3 separate regions of the Mus musculus genome follow, and regions 2 and 3 are each linked to region 1. Evidence: chromatin contacts called from public Hi-C and HiChIP or PLAC-seq data. All regions are on one chromosome and are shown on one strand. The core of a region is the stretch at or near the end of the contact, and the rest is flanking DNA. Distances in the headings are between cores, read along the strand shown. Region 1 holds the start of Rell1 (RELT-like 1). Region 2 has its middle 18 kb from the start of Gm43837. Region 3 overlaps Tbc1d1 (TBC1 domain family, member 1).

Region 1 (4,527 bases), core at 1,213-3,712:
ATTCAAGTTCCTCCAGGGTCAGCACTTCTTGAAATCAAAAATGTGCTCAGGGTGGCCTCCCTGCTGAAAACTGCACCCTGCTTACAAGCTTTGTCACTTTAAACTAGTCAATTGCTTAATGGTGTGAGGTTGACCTCTGACCATTCAGAGTGAGGCGCAGGACCCCTTTTGTTTAGGAATAAAAACCCTGCAGGGCAGCCACTGGGTGTGCTTGCCAGCTTGATCTGGCCTGGCTTCATACCCTTCTGCTGAGGCAAAACTTTTGGTGTTGCCAAAATGCTTTGGATTGTGTGCATTTCCCTGGGACCCCAGACCCCTTTCCGGCACTTAGCTCAGTATTTCCAATGAGTGATGCAGCTGGTTTGGTGACTGTTGATAATTTGTCCTTCAGTTTCTAAGCCCAGGATTCTCTCCTCTAATAGTTAGATAACCACATGAATGTTTGTTCTATTGCTTACTTTGTAGGGTTTACTATTGCTGTGATGAAACACTGTGACCAAAACAACTTGTGAGAGTGTCTTAGTCACTGTTCTATTGTTGTGGAGAGACACCATGACCATAGCAACTCTTATAAAGGACAACAATTTATTGGGGCTGGCTACCGTTCAGAGTTTTAGTTCATTGTCATCATGGCTGGAAGCATGGTGGCATGCAAACACCCGTGGAGAGGCAGCTGAGCGTTCAGATCCTCAGGCAGCCTTAAACCAGTATGCCTGGCTTGAGCTTCTGAGATATCAAAGCCCAATCCCCAGGGACTTACTTCCTCCATCAAGGCCACACCTCCTAATAGTGTCACTCTCTGGGGACAAGCATTCAAACACAGGAGTCTATGGGAGCCAGTCCTATTCAAACCACCACAGGGAGGAAAGGGCTTGTTTGGCTTACACTTCCACGTTGCTGTTTAATTATCAGAGGAAACAAACCGGGAACTCAAGCAGGGTAGGAGCCTGGAGGCAGGAGTTGGCCCCCAGACCGTGGAAGGGTGCTGCTTATTGGCTTTGTTCCTCGTGGCTTGGACAGTCTGCTTTCTTACAGAAACCACAATCGGCTGGGCCCTCCCCCATCAATCACTCATTAAGAAAAATGCCCTACAGACTTGCCTACAACCTGATCTTATGGAGATATTTTTTTCCAATTGAGGTTCTCAGACAAATCTCTAGTTTGTGTTGAGTTGACAAACAAAACAAAACAAAACAAAAAAAAAACTGGCCAGCACAATGTCTTTCCTCTGCATTCTTTCTCAGACCTTTCCCTTTGATACATTTGTCAGACTACAGGATGTGCCACAAATTGTGCATAGGATCCATAGTTCCTGTCTTTGACTCAAAGGGCAGGGCCTCCAACCTTCAGCTTCTCTCCCTGGTAATTCTCACATCATTGCTATTTGTAACAGAAGGGTGGAGGGTGTTAGAGAGGAGAAATAACTCCCCCTTGAGCATTAGAGGCCACCAGTCAGTTTACAGAAGGGGCTGAAGACCCACCCTCCATTCAGCTCACATCTGTCAGGACTGGGCTTTAAGGACCTTGTGTGGAGTCTCCACGGATTAGTTAAAACGAGGCTATTGGTTAGTTAAAAGGAAGCTAGTCAGAAAAAGGTACATTCCCCTTTAACAACTACTTCTGCCCTCTTAGTGCATGCTGTCCTTGAGCCAGGAGCTGAGATTAAACCTGCAAGCAAACACTGGAGATACATGGATCATGGTGGCCCAGGTCATGCAGACTTCATGAGCTCACTTCCTGGCCGGTGACATGGGGATAATACTCACCTTACCGAGCTGATGTGAGGATATGAAGACAGAAGTGACTGGAAAGTTGAAGAATTGTTCCAGGGGAGTGTTTGCAAGATGATTAAAACAAAACCCAGTCCAACGCAAGCAAACAACCAGTGTGTGGGGACGTGTTCCTCAATAGAAGTAGCTTAGACAGAATGGGATGGGGACAATTAAAAAAGTTTTTTTTTTTTAATTTATTCTCCTTAATGTTTAAACGATCAACCATGACTTTGAACGTAGCATTCCTTCCTAGACCACTAACGAAGGTTAATTAACTGGGTAAAGACTCCGATTGAGAAAAAAAAAAAAAACATCGCGCCATTCTGAAACTGCTGGTCCTGTCTGCTCTCCATCCTGGGCTTCCTGGCCTAACCTCTGCCTTCCTCTTCCCGCATCTGACTAGTCCCAGGACCCAGGAGAAGGGAGTAACCCGCCCCAGCCTGAGGCTCCCGCGCAGACCCGCCACTTGGCTGGGCAGGGTTAGCCCGCCCAGCAGAGGAGGCGGAGAGGGTCAGCAGTGGGCGGGGCTCGGGGTGGGGCCACGGCTTGGGCGCGCGGCTGACGCGACCCAAGGGTTTAGAGGGGAAGCGGGAGTGACAGGAGAGGCGCGGCCTGGACTCGGGGGCGGGGTCATGCGTGCGGAGGCGGGTCCAGGCTTCAAGGGACCGGGGCGCGGCGATCAGGGGCGGGGCTTCCGTGCGGTGGGCGGGGTCCTGGCGGGTCCAGGCTGAGCGGGTAGGGGCTCGCGGGGGCCGAGCTCCTGCATTCAATCCACCCGGCAGCCCTCGAGCTGCACCGTCTACCCCGACCCGGGACGCCGCGGCCGGGGCGAGGAGGGCAGAGGGACGCGGCGATGGCTCTGTGGGGACTCCCGGGGTCCGCTGTGCTTGCTGCTTCAGTGTTCGTGGGAGGCGCTGTGAGTTCGCCGCTGGTGGCCGCCGGTGAGTGCTTTGGTCCTGGTCGGGACGCCTGGTGAGTTGGGTCTGCGCACGGAAGGGAGCCAGGGGCTCGACGAGTCGGTCGAGCCCACAACCCCGCCGCGCCCTGAGTTGCGCGCGCCCTGCTGTGCTACCGGATCTGGCTCTGAACATCTGGGTGTCCCGGGGTGGCCCGGGCAGGGTGCGGCGCGCAGCGCGGCTCCAGTCCTTCCCCACCCGCCTGCCGGGGTCCCGCCTTCCCTCCCCGCCGCTTCTAAAAAACGGCGGGACCCCAACTCGGATTCTTCAGGATGTCGCTTTCCTGGGATGCCTTCTCCCTAGCCGTGGACCCCTTTCTACTGTCCTGGTCCTCAGAGGCCTCACCAGGCGAATATCTTGACACCCGGGATAGGGTTCTGCTTTCCAGCCTCCTTCCTCGCTTTATTTTCTTCTTTCCTTTTCATTATGTTAAAGCCTTGAAAGTGCCAGTCTTTGCAGGTGGTTATGGATTCTTTTAGTAAGTCGGGAATTTCTCACTCCTTCCCATACATGCTGGATAAATTAGGCCGGGAAAGAGGAAAGACATCTATAATGTATACTGCTTTTTCTTTGTATCAAATCCTGTCATCACAAAAGGAACCTCTGTGGTCGGGGTGGAAGCCACCAAGCCGAGACGCTGAGTGCTGTCTTCAACTACAAGCCATCAGCGGGAGTTTCTAACTGAAATCTAAGAGGTCTACCTTTTACTTAAGGACGCCTTTGCCTTGTGCTCCTGTTTTTATAAGGCACACACCAGGGATTCTTAATAATTGTTTCCCCCTCTTAATTGCCACCTCGCTGCAGTACTTAAAAAAAAAAAGTTAAGCCTTCCTGGCCGTTTGGGGTTACCACAGGCTGATTCTTACGTCAGCAGGCTCTGCCAAGCTTGCCTTCAGGGGTGGCTCCTCTTCAGGCCCAAATAATAAGCAGCTGGAAGGCTTCCAACGGTGACTGTCTTCTCTATAAAATATACGTGCTGCTCTTCTTTTTGGAGAATGTTCTAGTCACTCGGAGCTTTGGAGCCTGCTTCTCATTTGTCCTTTACTTTTTCATGGGCATCAGAACGAGCTAGCAAGGGAACAGGATAGATAGACGATGTGTCTCCTGGGTATTTATTAGCAGATCCGCATTTCCTTCAGCCATCTACCCAGGGGAAAGGGAAGCTGGTGACTCGTTCTATTGGATGGGAGATTTTCCCGTGCATCCTGGGCTTCTTTCCCGAGACTTGTAACTACAACATAGTTTCAACGTAGATTGGAGACTGCAGGTAGTAAGTGGTATCACTTGTTGCAGAGTTTGGAACAATAACAGAAAAGATGAACCTGGGAGCAAGATTGTTACAGTTTAGTAAGTGAGGCATGTAACCAGCCATCATCAGGAGAAATCCATTCCTAGAGTGGGTTTTTGTTTTGCTGGGTTTCTGAACAACATCCGGGTGTCAGGCCTGCAATGTGACTGAAGAAAGTTCTACGGAGTGGTGCTATTAGTAACCTTTTATGAGTGAAAGTTAGTGCTTAAAAAGAATGAAGTACCTAAGGTGGAGAGGATAGAACTTCCAGTTTGTTGGCTGGCTTAGGGCCTGTATCAAGAGATGAGCCTGGAACATCTGGCAGCTGATCTCTTTGGACTCCAAGTCCAGAAGTAGGAAGAAGGAGATGGCATCTGATAGAGACAGCCTGCCGTGTGCTTTAGCTGGGTGCTTCATGTGTATTTTAAAACTTATTCCTCATGACCCAAGATGTGTTTATTCTCTGTAGATCAACTGAGGCCTGTCATTACATAGGCACTGTATCAGTAAG
Region 2 (4,527 bases), core at 597-3,096, 390 kb before region 1:
GAGAGGGTAAGCATTTTGTTGTTGCTGTTGTTGGGTGTTTTGTTTCTTTTGGTTTTTCTTTTACCTCTTCTCTAGCTGTCACAGCCAGCAGGAAGCTCTTCAAGGGGATGGATGGACTGGATCCAGAAATAAAAATGGTGGACAGAGAGATGCTTGGGCCACCAGCTGATGGCAGGTGAGCAGCTTTGCAATGCAGCCTCAGGGTGCTAGAAAGGTGTACTGGCTAATTGGTACCAGGAGTGGGGTATTCCTGTGACAACCTGACCATGTTTTGGGGAGGACTGTGGAAGGACTTTGGAACTTTGGGCCAGAAGATCCATTTGGTGTTAAGAGCTCTGTGGGATGTTATGTAGGAGCTTGGAAGATAGTGTTGAGAACAGTGCAGAAGATGGAGACCTGGCTTGTGAAATTTCAGAGGGAAGATTAAAGACTCTTTTCAGGGCCATTGCTATTTTGATTGTGAAGATTCTGTGGTTCTGGTTAGCTGGGGCTGAAGAATCAGCTGAGATTAACAAGATACCAGAACTACTAAAGCAAAACCTTTGGATTACTGGGACTATTGATGCTGGTTAGCTGGAGCTAAGAAATTAGTGGTGATTAAGAAGAGACCAGCATCATTGAGGTGACATCTTCTGGGAAGTGTTTTCTGAGAGCACCGAGGCTGTGTTCTAGAGATAGCCAAGGTGGTACCTTGTGCTGCAGTGAGACTTGATAATATGTAAGAGTCAACCAGGTGGTATTGGTTTTAAAGGCATGAAGGGGTCACGCAGAGCAGCTGAGGCTCGGCACTGTGAGAGGCCATGGAAGGCCATTGGTGAAGGTGCAGCCTCAGTTGAAGTTGATGGCCCAGAACTGAAGGGGTCATGTATTGTTTTGGAGATGCCAGTACTATGAGATGACCACCAAGAACAGCAGCAGCAGTGAAGTACAGGCAGCTGGAGCCTAGAAGACAAGATGTGTGCTACAAAGGGCATGGCTGGAGAAGTGACCCAAGCCCTTGGAGGAGCCCAGAAGATCGTGAGTTGGATCCCAGATATTGGACAGTTGGAGTTTAATTATTGCTTTTGATTGTGACTGTGCCCTGATATTTTTCCCTCTTGAAGGAAGACAATATTTTAGTAGATCCCACAGTTAAGAGACTTTTAATTGTAAAAAGACTTTGGATTTTAAATGATATTGGATATTTTGAAAGGATTGAACTTTTAATATGCAAAGACTGTGGGACTTTTAAAGTTATTTAAGATCTTGGGGATGAATAAGAACTAAGGGTTGAGGCTTACTAGTAATGTGTTTGTGTGTCAAGTTGACAAGGGGTCAATTGTTACTGGCTAATTTTGTGTCAATTTGACACAGGCTGGAGTTATCACAGAGAAAGGAGCTTCAGTTGAGGAAATGCCTCCATGAGATCCAGCTGCAAGGCAGTTTCTCAATTAGTGATCAAGGGGGAAGGGCCCCTTGTGGGTGGTGCCATCCCTGGGCTGGTAGTCTTGGTTCTATAAGAAAGCAGGCTGAGCAAGCCAGGGGAAGCAAGCCAGTAAAGAACATCCCTCCATGGCCTCTGCATCAGCTCCTGTTTTCTGACCTGCTTGAGTTCCAGTCCTGACTTCCTTGGTGATGAACAACATTGTGGAAATGTAAGCTGAATAAACCCTTTCCTCACCAACTGCTTCTTGGTCATGATGTTTGTGCAAGAATAGAAACCCTGACTAATACAAAAGGCTTCTTGGGTTTCTGGGGTATCTGCAGCATTTGTGGGCTCAGCGGACCTTTGCAGTTGACAGTTCCCAAATATGTCACGTGAACAATAGTTTCTAGTGAGCTGAGCCTCTTTTGATCTGATCTGCCCAGTCAGTGGTGCAGCACTTCCTGCCTGGGAGGTGTCTGCGGGGGCAGCTGCCTACGCCCCACTGAGTCACAGGAGGAATGTGCTAGAACCTTCTAGAAAAACCTGGGAAGGGCAAAAAGGCTAAAAGGTAATTTTGTTGATGCCTACCTCTCCTGACGCCAGGGAGGGAAGCCATGGTTTCAAACTTTCCTGTTCTTGCCAGGATGGCCTAGGGTTGGCCTGTATTTCCTAGGCTTTCATTACTCTCTCAGGGGCCCACAGAACAGTCACCAGAGAAGAGCTGGAATCTGGGTGTAACCAAGCTGGCAGGAGGGAACATATTCTGAAGAGGGATGTTTATGCCCCTCCCTTTGGCTATCAGATTATTGAAACAATGGTCCCCAAGGAAATGGAATTTCCCTGAATCTCATGACGGGAGAAGGAACAGGCTGTGGAGCCTGGCACCAGTTAGGGGGGGAACTTGTTTCCCAGGAAGAGACTTCACACAGTTTTCGTGTGTCAGACTACGTACTTCTTGTCCAATGTCTAAACCTAAACCTCATGAATTGACCTTGAAGATGGGTCACGGTCGGGGTCATCACTGAATGTTGACATGCCTTCATCTTCCTAGTGAATTAGCCTTTTCCACTCTCACTTGTCTCTTTAGTTGGTCCGTTGAGGATGGTGGCTGAGCCTGGCTTGTTAGGGCTGCCAGGGCCCGGGCTCTGACCCGAACTCAGGTAATAGGGGGAGTGAGAGAAATGACTATCCCTGGTTGGACATACTTCCACAGGCCTGTAATCCTGGCATTCTAGAGGCTGAGGCTGGAGGATTGTTAAGAGTTTGAGGCAAGCCTGAGCTGTATGACAAGACCAGTCTGAACTGAAATGACCTCTCATGGCTGACCTCGACAAAGTAAGTGCATTCCTGCCCTCACAGAGCTGGCCATCCTGGGACCAGAGCCACTGAGCAGGGCTAGGCCTCCCTTGTTTTGACTCTTACGGGGGGAAATGGCCAATGGGTACCTTGTTCCTGAAGACAGTTTCCCAGGGAGATTGTTACATCTCCCTCCCTTGAAAAATAATTCGCTTTCTCCCTTATCACTATAAAATCTTAAAATTAAAATGTCGAGGAGATGGGGTTTTTCTGATACTCCCCTTGGTTACAGAAACACTTTAAGTTTAACCAGTGATGCTGAAACTCTGTTTGTGGACTGATGCTGCAGCCTGTCTTGAATCATTCAGGACCCACTGGGCTGCAGGGCAATGGACTCCAGATGGCAGAACCCATATGCAAGCAATGCACAGCCATCGAGTTAAGGAGCTGATCTCAGGCCTGCCACCGGCCGTGGGGTCGTTTGTTTCGGCCTGTGCTTTCTGTCAGGCCCCTTCAGTGAGTGCATTTGGCAAGGGGTGGCCCTAAGCATAAGGACTCAATGCAGGGGTTCACATCAGTGTGGCTCTACTGGAGGCCAGGCTGGGGCTGAAGCAAACTGTCTTTGGCTCCCACACGGCGCCTGACCGCATTTTGACTGTGGGATGACTTTAGCGTTCACTTTGCAAGGGCGTTTCCCTTTGGCTCCCTATGAAGTCATAGAAATTCTAGCTATTTCTGCAGTGCGTGATTGCCTGGTTATTTATAAGAACCATCCATCGGGACCAAGTGTCTCTTGTGTCTGGAGCCGCTTGCGATATCGTAGTTATAAAATGTTTATTTTCTTAGATCAGCTACAGCTGACAAGGCACTCTGTAGCCATTAAAGTTCTTCTAACTCAAGATAGTTTAGATAAGAACATGACTTTTCTGCTGGGGGTTATAACATTAAGAGAGTGTAACTGTCACACAGACCCTTTGGGACCTGGGGTCCCCTGGTGAGGAAGATTGCTGCCAGCATCTTCTGTTCCCTCTAGCTCCCACCCGGGGCTGGGAAAAAGTCTGAGGAGGCAGAGATGAGGTCACTGCAGAGGCAGAGGGACAGCGCCTATTTACAAACACCCTGGCATAAGAAGCTCCACAAGAATATTTCAGCTTACTGAGGACTTGTCCAGGTTTAGGATTTAAAATGTGCAAGGCCGAATCCATTCGAAGGGTAAGATGGTGGTGCTCACTTGTTGAGTGACTATGGGAGAGTCTTTCCTACATGGGGGCTCCAGAATCTTAGGTTGAGGAGGACAGGCCTTCATCTCATTAATCTTGCTTTCTCCAGGCAGGGACACACACAGAGGCCAGCAAGCATGGAATCTGCTGTGGGAGAGCAGCGGTGGTCAGGGGTAGGAGGACAGATGGAGAACAGGCTTCCCTGGTAGGGTGGTGGAGAGTTATACTAGCCAGGGGTTAGACGCAGTGATTATCTTTTGGGTGATAGGATGTGGGTAGACAGAGCGGGGGAAGGCTTTTCTTCGCTTTTGTACATTTCTGTTACATTTGGGACTTTATTTTGCACGTGCCATCCCTGTCCCCGAGAAGTGGCTTCAGAAAGACCACATATAGAAAAGGTAGAAACTAGGTTTCCCTAGTGTAGACCTTCTCAGCCTCACACATCTCATGCCAACAACCTTTTAAACTCCAGAGGAGCCAAACTCGGGCAATGATGGGCTAGAGTACTTTCCTGGGCAGCCATGATGGAGTCAGTGCTGCATCCCTGAAGCTCCCTAGGCCAGACAGTAGCCGAGGGAGCTCAGGCTGGCCATGGCTGTGGCAAAG
Region 3 (4,527 bases), core at 1,152-3,651, 270 kb before region 1:
AGGGGTGGTAAGATTATCAGAGCCCAAGGACCAGGAAATCTGTCAGGCTGTCTCTCCTAGAACGAGAGTGAAGATTCACTCATGATACCTCTACCATATAGATGCCTAAACAAGACCTGAACAAAGACACTGACAGACATGTTAAAGTAGAAATCTCCTGGGGGCTCCACTCCTAGACAAACTGGTAACTATGTAACTAGTTAACTACAGGATGCTGAGAGTGGCTAACTACTTGGTGTTGGACAATCAATTAGGGTACTATTTCTTCCCCACTAGTGCTTCCTAACCATGTTCTTTCTCCCTTAGCCTCCCACACTGTGTGTGACCTGTTTGCCCTTTCCTACAGATTTCACACAGACCTCACCTTCCATTCTCCCCAGAACCCTGGCTGAGCCCTGCAAACACAGCCTAGTTAATTTGCAATTAACCTTCCCTTACAGGCCACCTCCCCCACCTAAACTACACAATGCTCAAAGGATGCAAGTGTTGTCGTCTCTCATCTCTGTTCCCTCAGCCCTTCACACTGTGCAACCATCATCCACTCAACCCAACTACCTATCCAACCAGGTTCTAACAGACTATGTTTACAAATGGTCTTCAGTTTCCTATTCATACTCTGATGTTAGTCAAAAATAGATTTTAACAAACAAAAGGAAACAAAAAAACAAACAGATATGAAGGGTTTGGTGTTTGTTTGTTTGTTTGTTTGTTTCAGAATGAGAAAACAGGCTCTGCAAATTTAACCAGAACAGTTCGGGTCAAAATAAGCCAACAGAGCTCACACATCTCTTCTTGTTATAACACGCGACAGATATGAAATAATCTGCAGGAAAAGAGCAAGAACACTAGGAAATGATCTTCCCAGCTTACTGTTTGTTTTGTTTTTTGTTTTTTGTTTTTTTCAGATAAGTCTACCAAAACATTGTCGAATACAACATTCCTGTTAAGATTATCAAAATCCAGCTCACAGCCTTAGCTGTCATCTTCCTTGGAGAAACACTTGCACCATGTGATACAAGTGGAAGCCAAGAGAACATGCCAGTTGAAGTGAAAAGAGGGTGCAAACAGACTAGCCTGGACGCCCCGGGAGCAGAGGCAAGACATGCTAACTAAGGACTGGAAGGGAGACAGCCGGCTGGCTCCAGCTGTGGAGAGCACACTGGCATCACGCTGTGTCTCAAAAGATCTAGGACTTCTTCCTCACCATGTCACCCTGACCAATTCTGAGGGTCCCACCTTGTTTGGCACAACCCGAAAAGTCCCTCTTGGTCCTTTGCCCCGGCACTTTGCAACTGCTCTGCTGTCTACTGGTTCTAATAGCACTTGAAATGTATTTTTGTAAGAAAGGAGAGGAGGCAAAGTATCATTTTCATCAAACACTACTCCAATTCCTAGACTGTGATAATATTCTAATGTTATGTTGAGCAAAGATGTAAGTACAAAGAAGTGTTTACACCAAAGACTTTGAACTTGATAAACTGAATGGTTACTACATAAAAAATTCAAATTTTTAAACAATGTGTTGGAGTATGAGGTACAAAAGTACCTCTTCCACTTTGGTTCCCTAGACAGCCAATTTCAAGGTCACTGATTTTCTTTTTTTAGGTTTCTCTTGCAGATGAAACAAACAAAAAATAATAAAAAACAAAATATAGAAAGAAAAAAACCCAAGTGAAACCATGGCATATGTTTTTGTTTGTTTGTTTTCGAGACAGGGTTTCTCTGTGTAGCCCTGGCTGTCCTGGAACTCACTTTGTAGACCAGGCTAGGCTGGCCTTGAACCCAGAAAATCCGCCTACCTCTGCCTTCTAAGTGCTGGGATTAAAGGCATGCGCCACCACTGCCCGGTATGGCATATGTTTTAAAAAAAAAATATGAGAGCCTTCTTACTCACAGTGCAGTCCCCAGACCAGCCACATCACCCAGGCACTCATTAGAAGTATTCCCATTGAGACCAAGAAAACTACAGCCACATTACCTGGGATACCCATGTGATTCATACACACTGGGGCAAAGCCCCCCAGGCTGGTTTTCACAGTGATTTCAGACTAGTAGAAGAACTACAATACTTTAATATCTACAACACAAGGCACCTCACACAGTGGACCAACAGCTTACAATCTGAGGGAAGATAAGCTATGGTCTCTACAGGATCCCCACTGTCCTGGGATAAAAGCTTTTCTGAAGGAGGCCACATTTCACATGTCACCTGTCCAGCCTCACCTGAGCTGATGCCCAGTGTCCCCCACCTACAAGAGACTGCAGTCCCCACACCATACATACTCAAGGCTTTCCCCCCAGGCAAGTCTGTCTGACAAACCCAGCCCCGCCCCACCCTTCCCATTATTCTCTACTCACCCAATGAATGATTAATCAGAGATGCCCCGGGAAAAGGGCAGAGGATAGAAGGGTTTTGACAGAAGGGGACTACTAGGGTACAGACATTCAGTCTAAGATGAGTTAGTGAACTCCTACAAGGAACAGACTATGATTAACCTTGTTGTCATGATGAGGCCTGCTCTGGGCTATGTTCTCCTGGAGACTGTCTTCCACTCCGGCATTCCTTCATTCTGTCTTCATAAGAACAGCCTATGCTTGAGTTATTAGCCCAAGACAATCTGCATCACTACAGGCAGAGACAGTCTCCCCCACAGCTGTACTGAAGTGTGGCTTACTCTAGCTGTGCTTAGCAGAGGCAGCACATTTCCCAAGTTCAAGGGATGGCTTGACTATTATTAAGGAGTTCTTCGCTCTTTATTAAACTTAAGCAGCCACTAATTAAATATAGCATTAATAAATATAAAGAAAGCGCCTGTGCTTTAAGGCTACATCTCATGGACAAACCAACACAGGACTGACTTCAAGCAAGACTGCAAGGTTGCCTATATAAACACTGGCAGCAGGCAGGTGGACCCCTCCCAGGAAAGGGACTCTAAAGTGGCCGTGCTATGCTCTAGAAACCTGAAGAGCAAGTCCAGTTGACCACTGGCACCCAACATGGGCTACTCCAGCCCACAGAGCACCTCCGCAGTGAATAAATACAAGCTGGGAGCCAGGACAGGACTTGCCTGAAGGCTGTGGTTAGGAGCAGCTGATCAAAGAACAAGACACACTTGTACTCTTGAACAACAAATCGCTCCAGGAAAGCAGACTGAGCACAGCCGGCAAGACAGATCATTTCAAACGCTGAAAAACAGCGATGTGACCTTCCTTCCTCACTACCCAAGTCTAGGCTAACACCATCACCTCCTAACAGAGACACTGCAGCCTGGAGCACAGCCTAAGAAACCCCATCCACAGCAAGCAGCAGTGGACAGCACCGCTGCTTTCCACCATCTATGGCTCCTTACTGTAATTAACAGCAAGTCCACACCCAGCCTAGTCTTTAGACCGCTCATTCACCCACCTGGCCTGGAGTGACCTCTCTGCACCAGCTCCCTGCTGCTGGGCCCCACCCCACCCAGTCCTCAAATTTCTTTCTCTACTTCTCTTCCTAGCACTGACCACCAACTAAAACTACTTTGGTTATCATTTGCTTCTCTGTCTCTCTGGATTAGAAAGACCACAAAAACAGGGAACTGGCCTACCTCTCTGCGATCGAACCCCCCAGCTCCTTACAACAGCCTAGCATACAGCAGATGCACTCTTAAGTCCATGTTAGGAGCCTATCGACGAAGACAAAATGTAAAAAGCTTGGTTTTATTAATTTGCATTCAATTACTTATTTAAAAAATTATTCCTTTCCTAAAGCATTTTAAAATATTTGCCTTATAAAACTAAGTGTGAGCTACACATGGTGGTGTATGTCTTTAATCCCAACACATAGGAGGAAGAGGCAGGAGGATCTCCATGTGTTTATAGGAAAACTGCCCTGTCACACACACACACACACACACACACACACACACACACGTGTGCAACCTCCTCGCCCCCCACCCCCAAACGCAAATACTTCAGAAGGCAGAGGCAGGGAGATCACAACTTTGAGGCCAGTCAAGACTATATGGTGACACTGTGTCTCAAAGAAAAACAAAAGTGAAAATCTTCAATGTGCACAGATTTTTAAGGACAAACTTGTTGTGTAAAATGAACCTCTAGTGCATGAGTAGCGCCTGGGACACAGAGAGCACCCAACACACATACTCTCTGAATAAACCACAGGACCTGAAAAATAATACAACCCAAACCCATATGGAAAGAGCTTGAAATGAAGACACAGCAAACCCGCCTACATTTTTATATGCCACTTGCCATTTTCATTTGTCAACTGATATATACACATATACTCAACATCCCGTGACACTAGCAATAGCCCAAGTCACATTCCTTCTGGGCAGGCAGGTTTTCTGAGGTCAGCTTTCACTAACAGATACCCAGAGAGGCAAAGAGTCAATCATCAGACAAGCTCAAAGCTGTCTGGCTGGCTGGGGGAACGTCTGCAGGCTTAGTCTAAAAATGATGAAGCTTGAGACGGTCCTTTGTACTTTTGAATGGGGGACGGGAGACAAGTGTCCCCTGGAAGATTCA

The links. A called contact is a pair of places that touch in the nucleus more often than the background predicts. HiChIP or PLAC-seq counts read pairs in DNA pulled down with a chosen protein or histone mark.
Region 2: a contact with region 1 is called in a Hi-C map of uterus. The contact joins the enhancer-like site here to the promoter of Rell1 in region 1. A contact is called at or near these places in 3 of 484 Hi-C or Micro-C datasets (B cells, myocytes and uterus) and 2 of 115 datasets of contacts at active chromatin or transcription factors (effector CD8 T cells and pancreatic cancer cells).
Region 3: a contact with region 1 is called in an H3K27ac HiChIP or PLAC-seq map of extraembryonic endoderm stem cells, with 5 times the contacts expected there. The contact joins the enhancer-like site here to the promoter of Rell1 in region 1. A contact is called at or near these places in 5 of 39 promoter capture datasets (the 3T3-L1 cell line, the HPC-7 cell line, cranial neural crest and 2 more), 16 of 484 Hi-C or Micro-C datasets (CD8 T cells, the G1E-ER4 cell line, LSK cells and 9 more), 8 of 115 datasets of contacts at active chromatin or transcription factors (effector CD8 T cells, embryonic midbrain, embryonic stem cells and 5 more) and 2 of 9 other capture datasets (adipose tissue and liver).

Annotation. Positions count from the first base shown.
Region 1 is chr5:63,966,832-63,971,358 of GRCm38.p6, reverse strand. It overlaps Rell1 (RELT-like 1), which reads left to right and starts at 2,462. Exons shown (of 7, transcript NM_145923.4): 1 at 2,462-2,713. The coding sequence starts at 2,626.
Region 2 is chr5:64,358,015-64,362,541 of GRCm38.p6, reverse strand. No RefSeq gene overlaps it. Among named protein-coding and RNA genes, the nearest start is that of Gm43837, 18 kb to the left of the region's middle. Within about 2 kb of position 1,846, at least 146 of the 459 cell types and tissues checked have an H3K27ac peak or open chromatin away from gene starts, as enhancers often do. A contact at or near this core is called in B cells, effector CD8 T cells, pancreatic cancer cells and 1 more, where this site is marked.
Region 3 is chr5:64,233,330-64,237,856 of GRCm38.p6, reverse strand. All of the region lies in intron 2 of Tbc1d1 (TBC1 domain family, member 1), which reads right to left. Among named protein-coding and RNA genes, the nearest start is that of Gm46913, 12 kb to the left of the region's middle. Within about 2 kb of position 2,401, at least 41 of the 459 cell types and tissues checked have an H3K27ac peak or open chromatin away from gene starts, as enhancers often do. A contact at or near this core is called in the G1E-ER4 cell line, extraembryonic endoderm stem cells and muscle stem cells, where this site is marked.